Regions from separate parts of the Mus musculus genome. Here all the other regions are linked to region 4. The links are chromatin contacts, called in public Hi-C, HiChIP or PLAC-seq and promoter capture Hi-C maps. All regions are on one chromosome and are shown on one strand. Each heading gives the region's core, a stretch centred on a gene start, on an enhancer-like site or on the middle of the called end of the contact. The rest is flanking DNA. Distances are from core to core; before and after follow the strand shown.

Evidence for each region. Promoter capture Hi-C pulls out the DNA fragments that hold promoters and counts their contacts. A called contact is a pair of places that touch in the nucleus more often than the background predicts. HiChIP or PLAC-seq counts read pairs in DNA pulled down with a chosen protein or histone mark.
Region 1: a Hi-C map of neural progenitor cells shows a contact between it and region 4, with 1.6 times the contacts expected there. The contact joins the enhancer-like site here to the promoter of Ntrk2 in region 4. A contact is called at or near these places in 9 of 39 promoter capture datasets (the HPC-7 cell line, cranial neural crest, embryonic stem cells and 5 more), 2 of 15 datasets of contacts at CTCF or cohesin (embryonic stem cells and stem cell-derived epiblast-like cells), 27 of 484 Hi-C or Micro-C datasets (cerebral cortex, embryonic somatosensory cortex, embryonic stem cells and 7 more), 14 of 115 datasets of contacts at active chromatin or transcription factors (embryonic basal ganglia, embryonic forebrain, embryonic hindbrain and 6 more) and 4 of 9 other capture datasets (adipose tissue, embryonic stem cells, liver and 1 more).
Region 2: a contact with region 4 is called in a promoter capture Hi-C map of liver, with 7 times the contacts expected there. The contact joins the enhancer-like site here to the promoter of Ntrk2 in region 4. A contact is called at or near these places in 17 of 39 promoter capture datasets (the 3T3-L1 cell line, cranial neural crest, embryonic stem cells and 6 more), 1 of 15 datasets of contacts at CTCF or cohesin (embryonic stem cells), 5 of 484 Hi-C or Micro-C datasets (all in embryonic stem cells), 16 of 115 datasets of contacts at active chromatin or transcription factors (SST interneurons, embryonic basal ganglia, embryonic forebrain and 7 more) and 3 of 9 other capture datasets (adipose tissue, embryonic stem cells and liver).
Region 3: a contact with region 4 is called in an H3K4me3 HiChIP or PLAC-seq map of forebrain, with 6 times the contacts expected there. The contact joins the enhancer-like site here to the promoter of Ntrk2 in region 4. A contact is called at or near these places in 9 of 39 promoter capture datasets (the 3T3-L1 cell line, 3T3-L1-derived adipocytes, cranial neural crest and 4 more), 1 of 484 Hi-C or Micro-C datasets (cerebral cortex), 13 of 115 datasets of contacts at active chromatin or transcription factors (SST interneurons, astrocytes, craniofacial prominence and 9 more) and 3 of 9 other capture datasets (adipose tissue, embryonic stem cells and macrophages).

The regions. Positions count from the first base shown.
Region 1 is chr13:59,227,338-59,230,553 of GRCm38.p6, reverse strand. No RefSeq gene overlaps it. Among named protein-coding and RNA genes, the nearest start is that of Gm34558, 12 kb to the right of the region's middle. Within about 2 kb of position 1,878, at least 92 of the 459 cell types and tissues checked have an H3K27ac peak or open chromatin away from gene starts, as enhancers often do. A contact at or near this core is called in adipose tissue, myocytes, neural progenitor cells and 1 more, where this site is marked.
Region 2 is chr13:59,114,159-59,116,995 of GRCm38.p6, reverse strand. All of the region lies in intron 16 of Ntrk2 (neurotrophic tyrosine kinase, receptor, type 2), which reads right to left. Among named protein-coding and RNA genes, the nearest start is that of Gm34307, 30 kb to the left of the region's middle. Within about 2 kb of position 1,260, at least 2 of the 459 cell types and tissues checked have an H3K27ac peak or open chromatin away from gene starts, as enhancers often do. A contact at or near this core is called in liver, where this site is marked.
Region 3 is chr13:59,250,120-59,253,167 of GRCm38.p6, reverse strand. It overlaps Gm34672 (a long non-coding RNA gene), which reads left to right. Exons shown (of 4, transcript XR_382532.3): 2 at 1,113-1,213. Among named protein-coding and RNA genes, the nearest start is that of Gm34672, 3.9 kb to the left of the region's middle. Within about 2 kb of position 1,712, at least 42 of the 459 cell types and tissues checked have an H3K27ac peak or open chromatin away from gene starts, as enhancers often do. A contact at or near this core is called in SST interneurons, cerebral cortex, forebrain and 2 more, where this site is marked.
Region 4 is chr13:58,806,233-58,809,315 of GRCm38.p6, reverse strand. It overlaps Ntrk2 (neurotrophic tyrosine kinase, receptor, type 2), which reads right to left and starts at 1,619. Exons shown (of 18, transcript NM_001025074.2): 1 at 1,303-1,619; 2 at 376-931. The coding sequence starts at 587.

The DNA of each region.
Region 1 (3,216 bases), core at 629-3,128, 420 kb before region 4:
ATACGTTTTGGATAGAATGCCCATGGAAATGGAAAGATGCCCATGCTCATGTCAGCCGGTTTAGGCTTTAAAATTAGGCTGTTTATGTTCTTCTAGCCCTGGTCTCACGGTGACCTGGCATGACCTGTTACATTTATTCACAACTTGTAAAGTCCAAGGACTCACCCATGTGCCTGACAGGGCCTTCTTCAGCGAGGCAAACACAAGTGACACTTTAAGTCTTGGTGGTGTTTTTGCACAAGGGCAGTCTGGTAAGAGCATCAGATTCAGGAGGAAGCTAGGGGTTTGGAGTGAAGTTGACTGTGAGCAGAGAGCACCACTTAGGCGGACTGAAGCCCAAGGATCTCTAGGTTACAGCAGCCACACTTCACAATTGTAACTATTTTTAAGATACTTATTCATTGTATTTTACGTGCATGCATGTGTGCCAGGGTGTATACATGTGCACCATGTCTGTGCAAGAGCCCGAGCATGTCAGAGGGGGCATCAGACCTGCAGGAGCTGGAGTTACAGAGAGTTAGTTACCATGTGGACTGGACCAAGGAGTTCTACAAGAGCAGTGAGCGCTCTTAACCTCCCAGCCATCTCTCCAGCCCCACCTCACACAATTAAGAGATAAACCGCACACACACAGGCACATACGGGGGTCGCTGACTGCTGCCTTTCCTTTCCTAGTAAGAATGTATGAAGCAGATGTGGCAACGTGGATTTGAGGCCAGCATGGGAAGTATAACAGGACAGTTTTTATCTAAGAATAAAAAAAAAAAAATCAAGGGCTGGAGAGATGGCTCAGTGGTTAAGAGCTCTGAATGCTCTTCTGAAGGTCTTGAGTTCAAATCCCAGCAACCACATGCTGGCTCACAACCATCCGAAATGAGATCTGATGCCCTCTTCTGGGATGTCTGAAGACAGCTACAGTGTACTTACATATAGTAAATCAATCAATCAATCAATCAATCTTTTAAAAAATCAAAACAAACAAAAATCCAAGAAAACAAAACAACAAGCAAACAAAGCCCCGTGGCTGCGAACAGCAGTTCCCAAGCCCAGAAGAAGCTGCTGCAGGAGAGTCCAGCGGTGCAGAACGAGAGGGCGGGGTTTGTCTGTAGGCCTGTAGGGCTTCACCCAGAGATGGATGGTGACACATCTATGAGTGCATGTGGGACACATCTGATGGATACTGAAATAGTATAGGCCTGGTCTGGCTGTGACACATGGTCACAGATGGAGCAATATGTTAAGTGACAAAACTGTATTTCCCACAGCTCTAAAGGCAGAGTTGCTAAAGACAAGGTGCTGGCACATGGCATCAAGGAGGGCATTCTTGACTGACTGTACTCTCACATGGTGAAAGGCAGAGGGCAAAAGAAGGTGGGAGGGGTAAGCTCCTTCCTCAAAGCCCTGGTAGGCAGGCTCTGAGGCCAACAAGGAACGCTTTACTTTAAGTCCCCACCACACCCTAAGAATGCTGGACCCACTGCTTCACATTAGCAGTTAAGTTTTATATGTGAACTGGAGGGTAGGTAGATTGAGGGCCCAGCTGGGGCTAAGGAGACCCAGGTTTAAGCGCACACACACACACACACACACACACACACACACACACACACACACACACACTTCTGAACAAATTCATTTCTTTTAGGGAAAACAACAAGCCCAAAGGCTGATCTGGTATCAGAACCAGAGCTTTGTTAGTACTGGGCTAAGAGTAGTTAGAACTTCGACTCTCAGGTCGTTGCTATCCCTGAGAGACACAGAGGAGGCAGCTCTTAGACTTCCAGAACTTGACAGACCCAGCCTACCAGAGAACGCTCTCCATGCCTACTCAGAGTGGGCTGCCTGCTTCTGCTTCTGTTAGAATCCTGATCTCATTAGCCGTGAGATTATTAATCTCCTCACAGGCTGCCGGACGGTAAACCACAGACAGGGAGGAGCAGCTGGTTGGAGGTGATGAAACTTTAAAAGGCACAGTTGAGAGGCTTGGCGTGAAACCACACCAAAGCCAGCCTCCAAGGGACAAGCGAGATGACTGTCCCCCACAGGCTGGCTGAAACATGCTCAAAACACAAGAGTCCCACGGGGTGGTGTGAGAAGTCCACAGGCCCCATTACTCAACTCACTGATTGCTTAAGCCCTGGAAGACGGAGCCAAGAAGTAAAACCCTGACCAAGCCATCATGCATTTCTCTCCAGTCACTCCCACAGGTACCCTTGTCAGCTGTGACACTTGCCCTTGGCAAGTTGCCTGGAGAACTATCTGGGCACAGGCCACAGAGTTTCTTATTTTACTTCCTTCTTCCTGCTTCCTCAGCACCTGGCCTGGGCTGACGCTCTGTGCTGGCTCAAAGACCACATTATCTGAGTGAGATACTTAAGCCTTCCGGCACTTTTAGAAAGGATACCAGTAGCCAATCAGGTCAGCTGCAGGAGGGGGTATGTTTGCCTGGGGCCAAGAGTGCTCACCAAGTTTTGTCCTTGTGATGAACCAGGTCAGGATTCAAAGTCAGACCCAGCTCAGATATGAAGAGGCTGTGTTCCATGGAGTCAGACAAGACAAGAAAGAAAAGCAAATTCCGAAACCCGCTAACTTCAGACGTAAGGATGAAAGAGTGCTCTTTCGGCCAAGCCTAAGAGCTCAACATCTCTGGGCAAGGATAATATTGTTCCCAGGACCCTTCGGTGTGTGACTCGGAATAGATAAAGCTCTTTATGGCTCTACTTCCACAGGGGTTTACTTTTCTTCATTTGTAAGATAAACTCTCCTTTAGGAAACTGTGGCGAGATCGCTGGCGGGGGCAGATGCTAACAGCCTGGTGCATCCTTCAGAGCTTAAACAGTTACTACAGTGCACAGCCACAGTGCTCCTGCTTCTGCGCACAAGGGAACTGAAGATAGATATCCATAGGAAAAGCTGTATGCGAATGTTCACAACATTGTTTGCAAGCACTGACAATTAGGACATCCGTGGTCAGGCTGGTGAATAGATTCATGTTGTCTGTCCATCCCTCATTGACAGAAGCGAGGAGAGGTTGAAATGTGAGAACATTATGCTCAATTATAAAAGCCACACACAGAGAGCTAAGGAAGAGATTCTACTTCATTTCAATATTCAGGACAGAAAAATACATTACAAAAAAAGTGTAAGAGCTGATTATGAGAGGCGCGTATGGGGCTGGGGAGTGGCCTCCAAAGGACATGGTATTTATTGTAATCT
Region 2 (2,837 bases), core at 11-2,510, 310 kb before region 4:
ACAGCGAGTGAGGCATGCACAGCCCATTCCCCAGACACGCTGGGAGATGGAAGAAGTGAAGCCATTAGCTGTTCCAGTCAGTTGGCTTCTCCCAAAGTGCAGTGCCGCCCTCTTGGTTCACACTCACCTTTCTCCTCTCTGCAGCCACTGTTCTCAGGAATGCTAGCTGTCAGTCAGGTCAGTCCAGAACCAATTCTGATGCTTGGCACCTCTCCTAAGACCCCTCTGGTATGAATGCAGTTCAACTACCAGGACAGTGCTTAGTTGCCCCCAGCTTGTCTCTTGTCTTTTCACATAGAAATTCTCAGCCCTACCATCCAGTTCCCTGACGGATTTCATTCTGTGTTGAGTGGAGGCTCACAGGGAGGCAAGAACAGAACCCATGCCAGTGTCTGGCTCACTCTGAAACCACACGTGTTTGAAGACCTGGGACCTTCTAAACTCGACCAACAAAGACCAATGATGCCTGGGGGGCCACTTGTAGCTTGTGGTAGTTACTCACTAAGTGAGTGACAACTTGTTTGGAAGCCAGACAGTTGACTCCCTCAGAAAGAAGATGGCCAAAGGGCAAGCCCCATTAAGAGATGATCGGCTGCCAGAGGCTTTTGGTTGCATTAAATATTGAAAGGGCTCCTGGACCTCCACATCATGCACACACATGACTGCTTTGCTCGGGCAATCTGCCTCGATCTGTTCCTTAAAAAATTAATAAAAGCTGCAAACTTTAAGCAGCGGTTGGGCCTCAGTTGCTCGCTATGGACAACCGCATCTGTGTGAGAGGATTAAACACAGCAGAGCCAAGCAAGGTTTTCCCCCTGGAAGAACAACCTGGGGAGCCTTGTGGTTGGACTGTGGGCTGTGACCACATCCAGAAGGATGAGGGTTCTGTCGGGAAGCATGAGCTAGGGCTCCCACAGGGCTGGTATTGAATGGGGGCATACTGCCAGGAGGGAAATCCAGCCCTTGTTTTTAACTCCTCAGTGAAGCAGCCCCGGGTCATCCAGGAGAAGTTCTGATGCCTGTCTGGCCACCCTACCATCTCTTGCACTTCCAAAACTGATTATAACCAACCCCGAAACTGCTGATATTTAAAACCTTGAATATTCATGTTTACTTCTTCATATTTATAGAAGCAATCTGGTCATAAGCTTAGTGACTCCAAGGCCAAATACTGTAGCATTAGCCAGAGAGGATGTCTGCAAACTTCCTGTTAACGATAGTGTTTTCCAAGTGCCCTTTACACCGTTACGTCATCTCTGTCCTGCCAGAGTGAGGCAGGCTGTCGTACGGATTGAAGAATGCCACACACTGCTGCCCTCTGACACTCAGACGCTAGATGTGCCGGTGAGCCGAATCAGAACACCGATTTCACCGAGGACTTTTTCCACACAACACACGGAGTCCAGTATCTCGCCTCAGCAGCGCCTCCCTTCAGAGGCCACTGTGGTTCAGAGGAACTGAGCAGATATGAGGACTAGGAGGTGGGCCATTATGACTCAGCATCTAAGTCTGTGGCCTCTTGTAAGATTATCATGGCCCAAGTGGATGTTTGACCGGCTGACACCGCTGATCCCACTGGCCCAATTGACGCTGCTGCCATTTTAGATTGGGATCAGATCATTCATAGTGCAGGTGGTAGGCCAGGCTCTGCCCAAGTTTCCTCAGCGTAGCTAAGGGAGAGTGGGAAGACCCTGGAATCTCCTAACAAGATGGGACAAGGCACAATAGCTGCCTAGAGTTCCCATGACCTCAAGTAACCCATAGTTTAGGGCTGAGCTCTGTGCCATCGGCTTGTGCACTGTTCATCGTCTAAAGGGCCTAGAGTTCTTGGTTTGAGTTGTTACGGCTTTCTTCTTGGTTTGCATTTGACTTTGAGGGAAAGTAATACATCTTCTCCCATTAGAGTGTGCGGCTGCAGTCACAGTGATGGCAGGAAATTTCTTTTGGATCGAGACACAAGAATTCTTTAGGCAAAATGAAATTAAGGGCTGGAGAGATGGCTCAATGATTAAGAGGATTTACCACTTTCCATGGGACCCAGGATTGGTTCCCAGTGCTCACATGGAAGCTCACAACCATCTGTCACTCCAGTTCCAGGGGATCTGATGCCACCTGCTGGCCAACTGTGGGGATTGCACATATGTGCACTTAGATTCCATATAGTGTTAAGCTCCATCTTTAAATGTTCAATGTTCCTAAACCACTTTTCTCCTTCATGAGCATTTGTGGTGACCAACCCATGAGACCAAATGATATTTAGTACAGGACATTCTCATGGTGACAAGCCACAGGGATGGGATAGGGTTCTGAGGAAAGGTAAGAAAAGCTGCAGAGGTATATACCCGCAGCGTTCTCTGTGCTAAAGTTACTGTGTTGTGGTGGTTTGGTGACAAATTCTGGTGTGAAGTATTGCTATAGAAATAATCCAGATGGAGCGGCATCTCAGTCAAGGCTTCTATTGCTGTGGTAAAGCACCATGACCGAAAGAATCTCAGGGAGAGAATCAAGTGTTCTGTCCTTCAGCTTGTAGTTCATCATCTGTGGAAATCAGTGTCGAACTAACTCCAGGCAGAAAGCAGGAAGCATCAACTGGAGAGGCCGTTGCTGGACACTGCTTATTGGCTTGCTTCTCATGACTGACTCCGCCTGCTTTCTTATAGAACCAGGACCACCCTGGCGTTGCCCATTGTGAACTGAGCCCTCTGCATCAAACACTCAACAGCGGACAAAACTCCTGGCATCACAAGTGGGACTCCAGGTAGCAAGGATTGTTGACAGAACAAAAATAGATAGGGGGAGTGGGTGGGTGGTGGAAGGCTTTTCCTTTTGAGAATTGT
Region 3 (3,048 bases), core at 463-2,962, 440 kb before region 4:
GGTGAACAGCAGGGATTCAAAGTAAGAGATGCAGGCAGTGGAGAGAGGAGACCAAGCAGGCAGTGGAGAGAGGAGACCAGGCAGGCAGTGGAGAGAGGAGACCAGGCAGGCAGTGGAGAGAGGAGACCAGGCAGGCAGTGGAGAGAGGAGACCAGGCAGGCAGTGGAGAGAGACCAGGCAGGCAGTGGAGAGAGGAGACCAGGCAGGCAGTGGAGAGAGGAGACCAGGCAGGCAGTGGAGAGAGGAGACCAGGCAGGCAGTGGAGAGAGGAGACCAGGCAGGCAGTGGAGAGAGGAGACCAGGCAGGCAGAGGATAGAGGAGACCAGGCAGGCAGTGGAGAGAGGAGACCAGGCAGGCAGTGGAGAGAGGAGACCAGGCAGGCAGAGGATAGAGGAGACCAGGCAGGCAGTGGAGAGAGGAGACCAGGCAGGCAGTGGAGAGAGGAGACCAGGCAGGCAGTGGAGAGAGGAGACCAGGCAGGCAGTGGAGAGAGGAGACCAGGCAGGCAGTGGAGAGAGGAGACCGGGCAGTCAGTCTGGGGACTGGGAGGTGGGAGAGTCCCACAGATGCAAAACACCCAGGAAAAGACAGTTTCCCAGCCAGAAAACTCAAGAAGGTCGATGTTGGTGAATCAAAACCAGTGTATACTCTTTCCCCTATACCGCCCCTGTTCACAAAGGTCCAGGGCAGCCTAGTGGGTGGCAGGCAGCAGGGAGTTCTCCCTGAAGCCGAAACTCAGAAACTTGGTTTCTAAAAGGAGTTAATGGTTCCTTATGTTGAACTGGGTGTCTAAATGGTAAGTATCATAAGGCAGGTCAAGGGAGCTTTATTTTATTGTCCAACCACAAGAGGATGAGCTCTGGTGGCTGCTGGGGTTATTTTTAGGGAAGAGCAGGCCATGTAGGCTCAGTCACTCAGTGGGGGACATAATGTGATCCTTGTGAACTGCAAACACAAGGGTCTTTATTTCAACATGCAAGCTTTGTAATTTGGCTTCTGATATATTATTTGTCATCCTGCGAACCTCTGCCCTAACCAACAATGGAGTCCACTCTAGGGACACCAAGGAAAGGGTTAAATCTTTATTTATTAAACACCCGTGATATTTCAGGGTCTGTTGGAGATGTTCGTGTGGAGCACCTGACTCAGTTTTTGTCAACACACTGTGTTCATCAGCATCTCCACTTAATCAATGTGCAAATGGATGCAAAGGTGAGTGGGCGACCTTCCGAAGGTCAACAGTCGGTGCCTGGCCGAGCTCACTGTCCCTGGTGCTGTGTGCACACTGCTGCTCAGGTCTTCGAGGAAGACCCAACATGGGAAGGAGGCCCAGAGATGATCAGAGCCACCAGCTCACACACTCACACCACCATGTACATTTTCATGATACCTGAACATGTGCCCAGGGTACTGACTGCCTTCTCAGGATGAGACAGGGGACAGCAGCCGATGTTTTCAGAGACTTATTTCTTCCTACTATACACCAGAGTATTGTCTCTTAAACTGAATGGAAAACTGAATCTACACCAGGCTAGTTCTTTCCACTAGATAGGAATTACCCTTCCGAAGTCGCAAACCTCTCAGGTTCCTGCCTGTAGCAGGTGCAGAGCAGTGCTTCTCTCCTGCCGTCTTCCTCCTCTCCTGAGATGGGAAAACAGCCTCTGCATTTCACTGTCTTCCACGGGGCTGGAGGCAGGGTGGTGTTGCCATGGCAACTGTGGCAGAATTTAGGACACAGAGGATATTTGGGTCTTGCTGCATCTTTGACCAAAAGTTGCTGTGTGACAGTGTCTCTCCATAGCATGTGGTAGCCTCTGGGCTCGTCATTCTCCCGTTGAAGACATGTCTCCTTCACCCTTGGTGCTGGGTTTCACAAACAAATCTCCAGGGAGGAAACAGTGCCCTCTGCTTCTCTCCCTCTCTCTCCCCTCCCCCACTCTCTTCTTCTTTTCTTCCTTTCTCTCTTTTAACCTTTCTCTTTCTTTTTAAATTTTTTTCACTCTGAGGATCTTATACATGCTTATGGAGAAATATAATATCTACCCCTACATTCTTCTTCTCCTCTTTTGTCCTTATTCTTTGAGAAGCTCATTCATGTGTATACTGTGTTTCGATCATACCCCACTCCCAGACACCCCTCCAACTCCACTCCCCAACTCCACATCTTCCTTTCAATTTCATGTTCTCATATTCTCTCTGTCTTTCTCTGTCTCTGTCTCTGTCTCAGTCTCTGTCTCGCTCTCTCTCTGGCTTATAACCCACTAAGTCCAGTTAATTCAGCCTTTATATACTTTGCTGTATAGATATCCACTGAAGTAAGGACACACTACAATAATGCCCCCCCATACCTCTTCCTTCCAGAAACTTCTGATAGCTCCTCATCTAGGAGTGGGACCTCCTAAGCCCCTCCCAGGTCCATGATGGGATTTTGGGTAACTGGGCTCTGTGTAAGTAACCATCCCATGTGATGTTCAGTTTACAGCTCTCCTTCTGGTCCTTGCCAAGGCTCATTGAAGAAGAGGGAAATGAAAGAATTAAGGAAATAAGGGAACTGTGAACAGAATATATTGTCTAAAGTGTTTTCAATAAGAAATAATATATAGTGTTCATATTTTCTTACTTTCACTTGGTATTTTACAATCCACACTTGCTGCTTTTGGAATAATTAAAAGTATCCGAGTGTGGATAAGTTCTAAAAAAAATCCTGAAATCAGATCATGAGAGGCGAATATTAGGCAAAGAGGAAGGGTAGGGTGGACACAGGAGACATTAGCGAGGAAAATAATCTAGGAGAGAGAAGACAGAGGAAGAGGAAGGGTCAGAGGATCAGGAGAAGAGGAGGCAGGGGAGCCATAATGGTGTCTGTCACACTACATGTCGCCTTCCAGGATTTTAAATGTTAAAATAAGAGTCAATGTCTTCTTTTCATGTTATTAAGATTTCAAGCCTGTTAGAGTTAGAGGCAAAGTACACAAGGGCTCCAGTTCTCCAGCCAAGGCGGGAGGAAAGGACAATGGAGGCCCCCCCCCCGCCCCCAGCCCCCACGT
Region 4 (3,083 bases), core at 370-2,869:
GTTAATATCACTGGAACTTCTCTCAACACACACACACACAGTATATTTTACCAAACAAAAATGTTCCAATATAATTATCGTATACTGAAAGCCTAAAACACACCCATCAGAACTTTGAAATGAAAATGCACGCAGAATTCCTTCCCAGGAACATAATATATACGAATTTATGATTATATTTCTGTCTATATGGAATTTTAGAGTCCCACTCTTCACCAACTGACATCCGTAAGCCAGTGAAACAGACAGAGAAGTGACAGGTACCCCATCTCTCTGGTCTCTGACTTCTTGCCATGTGTGGGACAGCATCTGTCCCAAACATACACCTGCCTGATTCCTGAGGTGGGGACAGGAGAAAAAGTAAAAGGAACTCACATTTCCGTGATGTTCTCCGGGTCAACGCTGTTAGGTTCCAACCTCGGGAATGCCACGATGCCTGGAGAAGGCTCAGTACACCAAATCCTAGCGGAACTGCATTTGCAGGACGTCGGGCAGGCGAGAGAGGCCCTCCAGAAGCCCAAGACCAGCAGGCATAAGCCCCAGAGCCGCGCCATGGCGGGTCCATGCCACTTCAGCCAGGGCGACATCCCGAGCTGCCAGTGCCAGTCAGTCGGAGTGCGTGTCCCTACGCTGAGCCAGGCGTCCCCCGCCGGAGGGGGGAGGCCTTCCCTGCGCCCTCTTGCTGCTTGGTGCTGGTGGCCTCCCGCGGAGTGGAGCGTACCAGAGGCTGAGCCTGTCGGTGCTGGGGCTGAGCAGGTTGGCGCTGACCAAATGGTTCACAGTGGCTGGGACATCGCGGGCCGCTGCTCCGAGCCACAAGGCGGCTGCATAGTCCTATACGCCAGGCACCACTCGGTGGATCTCCCTGGACTCTTTGGGTCGCAGAACCGCTAAACCGGCACGAATATCGATATCGGTGCGCACCTCAGGGCTGAGGACAAACAGACATGGATGAGACTAATAGACCCCACACACCACCAACTGGGACACAGTCCCTCCGCGCTCTCCTCACCCTGAACCCCAAGCCTGGAGAATGAATGTCTGAGTGCCCAGCTCCCGCCCCGCCATCAACTTGCCCCTTAGTGCCCCCCCCCCGTGTGCCCGCCCTCCCTTCAAGCCTGAGGCCGAGGCATGAGAAGTCGGTAACGGGTCTTTGAGAGCAGATTCCATGGCATAGGCCAAGCCAAGGACCCTCCAAAGAGGCTGCGGCAGCGCTGGGGCCCCAATGATGCTGCAGAATCCTCCCCGGCCGCTGGGCGCGGGGGGAGAGGGGAGGTGGGCAGGTGGCGCGGCACATCCCACCTGGGGAGCAACTGCGGTAGCAGGACAGTGCCGGCCCAGGCCACCGAGGACTGTCCGCGCGGCTTCCCCGGCCTCCCGTAGCAAGCGCAGGGAGCAGAGCGCTGCAGAAGCAGCAACAGCAGCTGAAGCAGCGACTGGGCTCTAACCGGCGGCCGCCGCCGCCGCCGCCTCTGCTACTGCTGGCGAAGTGACGTGAGGGCTGACGCAGAGCAGGGGCAGAAACTCCAGAAAATTAGTATGAAATCCAAAAACACACACGCTCACACACGCGCGCGCGCACACACACGCACACACGCATAGCATAGCACCCTCCAGACAAAAGCAAGGCGGAGGGGAGGGAATCTGGGGGCGAGCGGGGAGGAGGAGGCTTGGTGCCAGCGGCCAGGCGCAGACAGCAGCATGTGGGAGTTCACACTCGCGCGCACGCACACACCTTGGCGGGGTAGCTGTGCGGGTGTGCATGTGTGCGCGTGTGCGTGTGTGTGCCCCCTTTAGACCCCGGTACATCTAAAATGCAGCGATGCTTCCTTGGTCCCTAATTCTTACATCTCTTCCACATCGCAGTACAGACTAGCTCCCCCTTTTTTAAATGGAAGCCCTGTTTGGTTAGGCTCTGAAAAAAATGCTCTGATTCGTATTGTAGGAATCCTCCCTTTTCCTTTTCCTTTCCCTCTCCCTCCCCGCCGCGTTCTTCTTTCTCACCATGCTCATAGGGGAAAGCAAGCTATTTCCAAAATATAGGGAAGACAAGCTACACCCCGTACAAAAATAAATATATAGCGCTGTACGTTAGTAACCAAGGACCATTGCCGGGTTCCGGACTACCTATTTAGGGGTGGATGGTTCCAAAGCTCTCCTGATGGGGTTTCTGCCAAGAGAGAAGTGTAGACAGCCTGCAGACACAAGTGTAGCTCTGATGGATCTTTCTCCTGCCGTTTGCGCCACAGAGAGAGCCCTGCGTGGGAAGGGAGCGCGCCGGCCGCGCTGTGGGTTCCCTAAATGCTTTGCACCGACCCTGGCCTGTGGAATGGATGGCTCCGCATCATCTTCTCTTATTCCTTAACCTGGCAGGATGCAGCCATTTGAGGATCACAGCTTCACTCCCCGCGACACCCACCCGCACGCGGAGCACCCAAGCCCCTGTCCCCTGCCCTGCCGTACCTTGCGCGTGTTCGTGTGCGCGCGTGCATGTGCGCCAACGTGTACCCTGCACCCGCGCTGCCCGAGGCAGGATGTGCTTCCAGCTACCGAGAGGCCGGGCTCCGGCAGCGCCCTAGAGTCTCAGTGGGGACACGTGAGATGATTCCGGAGGGTCGAGTGACAAACGTGCGGGTGCAGTTAAATGGTCGCTGCGGGCCATTCGCGAGCCTGATCTGAGCCTCCTCTCACCATTTGTAGCTGCGACCGCCCGCACATCCGCAGTCATTTAAAAGGGAATCTGGTAGATGCGCCGCAGTGCCTGACACTTTCGAGGGCTCTGGTGCCCCCGCGTGGGGAGAAGAAACCCAGCACGCTCCGGTACCTCGGGCCATTGCTACCACCGCATTAGGAACTGCGCTACCGGCGCACTGCAGCTCCAGATGCGCAACCGCCGCGCTGTGTGCACATTGCTACCCAGGCAGTGCGCCTCTCACCAGATCCCTACAATCTCCTGCCTCTGAAGTCCTCCACGCACCACAAGACAATGCGCTGGAGTCCAATTTAAGACATAAGAATAGTCATCCAACTGCCCGCAAAAGGCCAGAAATGAGAAGGATGATGTCAGGGGAAATGTTTGGGTC